3 separate regions of the Mus musculus genome follow, and regions 2 and 3 are each linked to region 1. Evidence: chromatin contacts called from public promoter capture Hi-C data. All regions are on one chromosome and are shown on one strand. Each heading gives the region's core, a stretch centred on a gene start, on an enhancer-like site or on the middle of the called end of the contact. The rest is flanking DNA. Distances are from core to core; before and after follow the strand shown. Region 1 holds the start of Popdc2 (popeye domain containing 2). Region 2 holds the start of Arhgap31 (Rho GTPase activating protein 31). Region 3 holds the start of Upk1b (uroplakin 1B).

The links. Capture Hi-C pulls out chosen DNA fragments and counts their contacts.
Region 2: a promoter capture Hi-C map of adipose tissue shows a contact between it and region 1. The contact joins the promoter of Arhgap31 here to the promoter of Popdc2 in region 1. A contact is called at or near these places in 2 of 39 promoter capture datasets (cranial neural crest and pre-B cells), 2 of 484 Hi-C or Micro-C datasets (bone marrow-derived macrophages and conventional dendritic cells), 1 of 115 datasets of contacts at active chromatin or transcription factors (bone marrow-derived dendritic cells) and 2 of 9 other capture datasets (adipose tissue and liver).
Region 3: a promoter capture Hi-C map of adipose tissue shows a contact between it and region 1. The contact joins the promoter of Upk1b here to the promoter of Popdc2 in region 1.

The regions. Positions count from the first base shown.
Region 1 is chr16:38,360,795-38,363,494 of GRCm38.p6, forward strand. It overlaps Popdc2 (popeye domain containing 2), which reads left to right and starts at 1,396. Exons shown (of 4, transcript NM_001081984.2): 1 at 1,396-2,353. The coding sequence starts at 1,863.
Region 2 is chr16:38,711,679-38,714,378 of GRCm38.p6, forward strand. Arhgap31 (Rho GTPase activating protein 31) reads right to left here and starts at 1,357. Exons shown (of 12, transcript NM_020260.2): 1 at 896-1,357. The coding sequence starts at 995.
Region 3 is chr16:38,798,821-38,801,520 of GRCm38.p6, forward strand. Upk1b (uroplakin 1B) reads right to left here and starts at 1,383. Exons shown (of 8, transcript NM_178924.4): 1 at 1,328-1,383.

The DNA of each region.
Region 1 (2,700 bases), core at 146-2,645:
TCTGTACCAATCTCCAGAGACCGGGAGCTATGAAGCCATCTGCAGATCAATCGATTGCAATTAAAATTTTAAAATGTCTTTCTTTAGCATGGCAAGAACTTTCTGACTTCTGTAACTATGCTTCTCCTCTCGCCATGAGAGAGTCTGCTCTCCCTTCCACCTCACCCCTCAGCTCTGCCCATGTCACCCTTCTTCCTGGGTCACACCGTTCTTTGAACTTAATTTGATAACTTGTTGCAGGCATCGAGTTGCCATTGTTGTTTGTAGTCTCTCCCTTATAAAGTGACACTCAGGTGACGGTGTACACTTGAGTGTTGAGATGGAAGCTTTAGCTTCTGATTTCTCCTTAGTGTTATTCAGGTCAGTGAGTCTCCATGGAGTTAGGATTTGGATAGTTCTAGGCAGCTGAGCACTAGCCTAAAGCCTTGGAACAACAGGGCGAAGATGCTCCCGACCCCCAAGAGCAGGGATGGAGACTCAGCAAGTCCTCCAGAAGCCAGCAAGTCAGGTCTCTTGGCTTTCATGTTTGCACAGTCCACATTTACTTCCTGGCCGTCCAGAGTTGATCCTCCACGTTCATTTAGATGTTCCTTGAAAGTCATCAGACATCTTAGGATTGCGGAGTCATGGGTCTAGTTCAGCGTTTCTGCTTACTGTGAACCCACTTAAAACAGGAGTATTTCGTTTGACCGTCTCAGGTTCAAATCCTGGCTTTGCTGCCTACTCCGTGTTGGAACACGTTACTTCTTGGAGGCTCCATTTTCCTCAACTCTAGGAGAATAGGAATGTGTATATACACTGCTCAGTGAAGGTGGAGTGCCAAAGGAGTATTTATTTCTTAGGCAGTCATTCTAACTTGAGGTTATTGGTGTGTAGATGGGATAGTGACTTACGTCCTGTGTTACTATTACTCTGGGCAGATATTTGCAGAGGAGTGTCAACTTAGAGCTGAGGGGGGCTGCTTTACACAGCTGCTTTTGTTGATCGAAAGTCAAATTACAGCACAGTGATGTTTGCTGAGTGTCTTAAACCTTTCACGGGGCTTTTCTGTTCTCCCTGCCAGTACTGTTTCTGTTAGTAGTCCCAGGTATTCCCGCTCTCAATGGCCTTCCTACCTCCCATAAATCCCCAAATCCTCCAGACAGGACATCAGCGCTGTGTCCCGTCCACTCCATGGACCTCAATTCCCTGCTTGCTTTCCCTTTGACCCTCCCTGCCTGCCTCTGTTGACCCTGGGTCTTATCTTGTCCTCTGGAGGTATGCTAAGTGCCCTGCCAGCCTGGCCTGTTTTCTTTCACTGCCAGCACCTCCTGGATTCCAATTCCAAACATGGTATCCCTCTGGGGTCACCCTTTCTTCCGGCGCCAAGAGATCATGCATTCCAAATGGAACACAAGTGTGCTTCCCCTGCTGGCTCTCCACTCCGCGTTCTGCCTGGGAACGACAGAGAGCAGAATGTGGCTGCTTCGTCCCGTGTTGCTGAAGTTCATGGTGTCGAGTTCCTACTTCCTCTCAGGACAATGTATGCTGTTTGCTAAGGACTAAATATGAAGACCAGCCTAAGAAAGCCGGAGCCAAAGAGGTTTACCAGAGCACTGCGGGAGGGACAAGAGCTTCGCTGAGAGAGAGAGAAAGAGAGGAACGAGGAAAAGAAAAATCCCAAACAACAAACTTAGGCTTTCAAGCTTCCATGAAGTGTACTATGCTCCTGCGTTCTTTCTCAGAGCCACCGGAAGCATTCCTGCCAGCAAGGTTGCATTGGTAGTGAGAAGCCACCTGGGAGGACAAACTGACTGATTTTCCCCTCAGTTTCCTTTGTGGAGACCGTTTTGGAGCCTGCAAAGGCCTCGAGGGCCCCAAAGATGAGTGCCAATGGCAGCTCGGTGGCTCAGCTCCTCTGGCAGCCGCCCGTGTGCAGGAGCTGGAAACCGGATGTAGAAGGAGCTGTCTATCACCTGGCCAACTGTTTCTTGCTTATGGGCTTTATGGCAGGCAGTGGAGTGTATGGATGCTTCTATCTTTTCGGCATCCTGGGCCCAGGCTACCTCTGCTGCGTGCTGTGGGGCTGGTTTGATGCTTGTGGACTAGACATCGTCCTTTGGAACGTCCTCCTGACAGTGGCTTGCCTGCTTCAGCTGGCACAGCTGGTCTATCGTGTCCGGGTGAATACCCTCCCGGAGGAATTCAATCTCCTCTACAGGACACTGTGCCTGCCCCTGCAGGTGCCCCTGCAGGTCTACAAGGAGATTGTCCACTGCTGCCATGAGCAGGTCTTGACGCTGGCCACAGAGCAGACCTACGCTGTGGAGGGGGAGACCCCCATCAATCGCCTGTCCCTGCTCCTCTCAGGCCGGTAAGCTGTCTGTGTTGTCCATGCCTGGAATTCCCCGCCTCCCACCCCCCACCTACACTTCCTGTTCCCTAGTGTCCCTTTCCATTTTGTGTCCCCTTTCATCAAGGGACGGATGTGGAAAGTCAAACCCAGAAAGACTTTTTTCCATAGGAGTGAGTTTGCTTCCTTTTTCTTGACACTTTCCAAGAGGAAGCTAGATCATGAGGCAATTTCTCCGCTATCCAAGGTGACTGTATTTACTTGTCACCGGAAGGGCTGATAAGGCCAGACAGACCCAAAATGGATACACACACACACACACACCAATGTGGGATGCCTAAAGTGTAGAACCTCTGTGAGCATTAGAA
Region 2 (2,700 bases), core at 107-2,606, 350 kb after region 1:
TTTAAAGTCCAGAACCAGTCAACTTTACAAAAGGAGTCATTTCATGCCCCATTCCCCCACCTTTGCTATATTAAAAACTTTTACCCTCCAAGACGGTGTTATCCCAGTATAGTTTGTTTTCATTTTTCCCCACCCACCAAATGTTTAAACTGTTTCCACTGGCTCCTCTTTTTCTTTTTCCAAGCTGACTTAAAAAAAAAAAAACCAGAGACGCTCTTCTATATCCTAAACTCTTTTAAAGCTGAGGCCCTCTGACCTTCTTACGACACACTGCTCGCAGGACACACCAAAGGCCCCTCTGAAAAGGCAGGAGGAGGTAAAGGGTGGTGGTGGTGAGGTGGGGGGGGGGTCGGGGGAGGTACTGTATATTTGGCATCAACTCAGAAATACAGAAAATGTTTGTGCAAGCACTCCCCCAGCCAGGATTCCCCGCCCCACCCCCAGCACACTGCCTCCTACCACATTAATAAAAAAGGATGTGAGCCGGTGAAACCTTCCAGTACAGGAGGCACATTTAAGATGATCACAATGATACATCCAGAGAGATTCACCACACGTCAGTCACCCCCTCATCTTTCCCTTTCAATACCCAAAGTTTAAGACCCGAGCCTCCCTCCCGGGGCTTCAGCCTCAGAAATGGCCAGTAAACGCCACAGCTACACCACTGCTCATCCACCGCTCCTGTGACACGTCGGATGGACAGACCCAGCTCCTGCACTGTGGGGTGGAGGCGATGTGGTTAAGAACTGTCTTTTTTTTTTTTTTTTTTTTTTCCTATTAAAGTACAGTGAGCGCACGAGCCTGGAACACATTAACTTGTGAACTGCATCCAGCACACCCCAAGAGAAATCCATCGCTCTTAAACAAAAAAAAAAAAGGGGGGGGGGTACATTACCATCCTGTCCCGAACTTTCCAGATACTCCGTCAGGTCACATCCAAACGCACTGGCGGCTCCCTTTCGTTTCAGCTTCTGCTTGGCACCCTTGTTCTTCATGAGTTAGCCCCACAGAGGCTGCCCCTCCGTCTGCGCTCTCTGCTCCGCACCGCTGATGAGGGTTTCGGGGTCGGGTCACCAGGGCAGAGCGGCGCCGCGGGTCCGCATGGGCGCGCAGATTGGGCCGTGCACCGCCCCGGGCGGGTGTCACCTCCCTACTCGGGCTCCGGCGGCGTCTCCCCGCGCTTCTCGGCTGAGCCTTGCGAGGAGCCGGGGCCGGGGCGCGGCGGTTAGGGGACCGCCCCGGGGCTGAGTGTGCTCCGCCCTAGGCCCGCGCTCTGCCTTCAGAGCGCTGGAGGACCGCGAACAGCCAGCATCACGTCCCCTTGCCCGCCCTTGCGCCGTCCCTTTTTTCCTGTCTTACAAATCCCAGGATCGTCCAGCTCAGGAAGCGCTGGAAGGAAGTCAGCTCCGGAGGGGGGCGGAGGTTGGAAATTTTTGGCAGCTGTGTGTGTGTGTGTGTGTGTGTGTGTGTGTTTGTGAGTGCAGTCGAAGGAAGTAAGTGGGTGGGTTGAGCTGCGCGGGCTGGGGGAGAGATCGCGCTCTCCCGAAGTGGCTCTGCTAGTCCAGAGTATCGCCCAGGGCCGTCCCGGAGGAAATCGGCCTCGCGAGGAGCCGCGGCCGCCCGCCCGCTTCCTGCCGCCAGTCAGGCTCTTTGCACAGCGCAGGAGGCGGCGCCGGACTCTGCAGGGAGGGCTCGGGATGGGTGCTCATGGAATTGCTCTCCTTGTCATCCCAGTCCTGACACTTTCTATTTCAGTGCCTGCCTTTCTCCTCCGTCGACACTTAAGTGTAGTGACAGTAACAAAGACTGGGATTCCAGAAACCTGACCGGCAAAGCCTTTACGTTGGCCACTCCCATCTCTCTTTGCCTGGGTCTGCGGTCCCTGAAGCCCAGACGTCTCCTCTCCCACGCTGAGGTTAGGATACCCTCGGGCGAGAGAGAGGTGCAGCTTTGTAACCACTGCCCAGGAAGAAGTTATATTTCTAGTTACAAACTCAAGTTCAGGCACACACACACACACACACACACACACACACACACACACACGCACACACACATCCCGATCTTACTAACTGCAAGAGATTTGAGTAAAGAAACCAAGATTTAAGGGGCGCTGACATTTTGCCAGTCTCCCAGGTTGTTTTAAAACTTGAGGCGTATGTTTTCACCCCGGCATGTTTTTCCTGCTTTAGTTGGAATTCCTTGACTCGTGTGTACTCAGCACACAGTGAACACTTAAAGTCTTGTGCCTTGACAACTCAAAGATTAGATTAAACTTCCTGCATCCATTCAAATCCATATATAGGCTTGAAGGGTAGGTACATTCATATAGCTGGCAAAAGTATTATGTGTTGCATTTTAGTTACTGATTCCTCTTAAAAGCCATCATGGCAGTTTATGAACTTTGAACTCTGACCTTCTCTCTATGTCCAGACATAACCTGATAGCCAGCCTACCAAATTTGGCCTACAGATGTGTTTTGTTTGGAACATATTGTTTAAAAAAAAATTTAGCCAACACTAAAGAATTAAGATGTTTCTCCGTAAGAAAGCTGGATTTCTGTCGTCTCCTGTGGGAAGGAAGCTCTGCTTATACCACAAGTGCGTTCTCGTAAAACAAGGAGTGCCATACGTTAAGACACGGCGGCTGGCTTTCAAGACAAGCCTTCTAGTTTGGAGGCACCTCTGCCTGTCTGTTATT
Region 3 (2,700 bases), core at 133-2,632, 440 kb after region 1:
GATATCTCCTGACACACTGAATAAGTTGACAAACAATTGCTCATTAATCAAACCAGTGTTCAAAGCAGAAGAGAGGTGAGGCTCACCTACCAGTCATGCGATTGCATTTTTGAGTTCAGTACCTCTTTTCCTTGCTCAGATTTCTTGCATGAAAGAATATACAAACCACACCTCAAACTCACCCACACTAGAGAAATTTGGATTAAGAAAACAGAAGGGAGGGAGTAGGGGAGAGGGAATGGAAGAGAAGGACAAACAGGGGCCTTCCCCTTCCATGTGGGCTCTGTCCTAGATAGGCATCAGTGGCTCATCAGGCTGTGGGCAGCCTGCAGAGCCATCAAGCCCAGATTGCAGAGGAGGGTCCAGCAGATGCTGGACGGATCCACACTGGTTCGGAATGTACGCAAGAGTGAGAAAAAGAAAATTTGAAGTTTTGTTTACTCCTCTTGCCTAACTTCCCTTGCAATCTAAATGTTTATACAAGTCCCTTTGGGTAGTTAAAAGAAAATACAGGAAAGTTTTTTTTTTTTAAGCCTAGTATAAGAGAAAGCAAACCAGCAAAACACAAGAGCAGTTTTACACTCATTGGGAAGATTTATCAAGAGAAGAGCTACTTCCTCATGGAACTAGAAAAATCACAGCATCTGTATTAGCTATATAAAGAAAATAACGCACAGGCACGAAGTGTATTGCCTTTTTTCCTGCTGTGTTTATCAGTTTTGCTCAGCAAGAAATGGTCTATAAGCATCGCCTTGACTTTTATAAAGACCTTAAAATTAATTTAAAAAAACCATCAATGTCCTTAAAAATGCCTAAAGCTACTGAGAAATGAAAATTTAGGCTTGTAACCATAATTATAAAAGTACAAATATCCAATAATACTGGTGTTACTCGAAACAATTTGTGTAAAAAGATAAGAATAAACATATTTATAACCTGCAGCTCCTGATGGATCAACTCATTAGTGAACAGTAAAGATCGGTCTTGTAAAAGTAGCCTTGATTAGATAAAACTAATTTGTTAACTTACTCTAGCCCACATACTGATTACACAGACCTGTTTGCAGAAAAGACCTGTGAAGAAACTGACCCACAGATCCTTTTAAAGGAAGGCTTGTCAGATCAAATGATTTCTGACAAAAACAGGAACCGTTGTCAGGCAAAGGGACAGATAATTAGCCAAAGAACATTTTCCAGAAGAGTTATAAGATCTCAAAATTACAAAAGAGACAGATTCTAATGTTAGTTACAGTGTATAGCCCCTGTTTGTCCGTACTCGCAGGAGAATAGAGAGCCAGTGGGCTGCTCTGAGAAGTCTCTGTACTCACACCGGCTGCCTGGTCTCCTCTGCCTTCTTCTCCGGTGCTGCACAGACTCACTCTGCAGCAGGCACCAGCCTGAGATGCTTTTCTACCCCACTGTATCCTCTGACGCTCCGGTCCGGGGAAGGGTGGTCTGTGAGTGGGAGGAGGCATCTCACATGGGCCGCGCCTGATGCTGCCTGAACCTGCCTGGCTGAGCAGGAAGCACTGTGGGCAGATCTCTGCTGCTTTGGAATGTACATCTCTGAGTGTGTGTGTGTGTGTGTGTGTGTGTGTGTGTGTGTGTGTGTGTGTGTGTGTGTGTGTGTGTGTTTAGCTGTTGTTCCTTAGCTTGATCGGATCACTAAGACTTTGCTTATTAAAGAAACCAGCTCATGCTCCCTCCTCTACTTGCGCAGGGTCAGGGCCAGGGCGAGTTTCTGTAACCACACCACAGGCTATATTCGAGGGGTCACTAATATTCATTAGGTGAGTATCTCAGCAACTACTAAAGGAGAAGAAAGTTGGAAACACAGATGGAGAAATGCAAATGAAGAGACAGGATCAAGTAATGCTTTTATGTCTAACTAGGTCCTTCCTGTCTCTGTCCCTTCCTTCAGGACCACTGAGCCACGTAAACACAGCGTGAAGAATATTGCTTTTAATGGGAAAATAGCAACACATGGTTAGTTTAGTCTGGTGTTGAGGGGTAGTAAAGGCAGCAATATTAGAAAGGTCTGAGCACTTTAATCAATAGATTGGGAACTCCTCATAGATTAGTGCTATCTCCCCAAAGGCTCTTCTTACTCAGGAGACAGAGTTAGCATGCAGTGCGCTCATTAGCAAGTACCCTGAGATCCGTGACCATAGAAACACGAGCAGGATGTAGGTGGGACAGCCTCGGCTACGCACTGACAGCTTTGAAGAGAATGGCCTGTCTGAGCTCTGCACTGGCTGCCTCTGTGACCTATGTCTTTAGGTGAGGGTACCGTGAGGAACAGATGTCCATAGCTGTCCAGTTCCTGAGCAAGACTGACGATGGGACTCAGTCAATGTTTGAAAGGGGACAGTGTGAGATGCCTATGTCCCTCTCCATGCCTTCTTCCCCCTCAGTGTTCCAGAGTCCGCTTGGATGACCAGGGCAATTCATCCAATAAAATTCTACACAATGGTTAGAAACGAAGCCACATAAAAACAGTTCCAGGAAAATAAGTTTGGCCATTTACTCAACAAATGTTTGTGAAAGTTCACGTTGCCTCAGGACCAATTCTAGAAGCTAAAGACGAAAAGCAGCAAATTACAACGTAACAAAACAGCTCTGCTTACCAAGTATTCTGTCTGAGTCGATACAACTTTATTTTTTTTTTCTAAAAATAGATATGAATTTCAGCTTTAGGAAG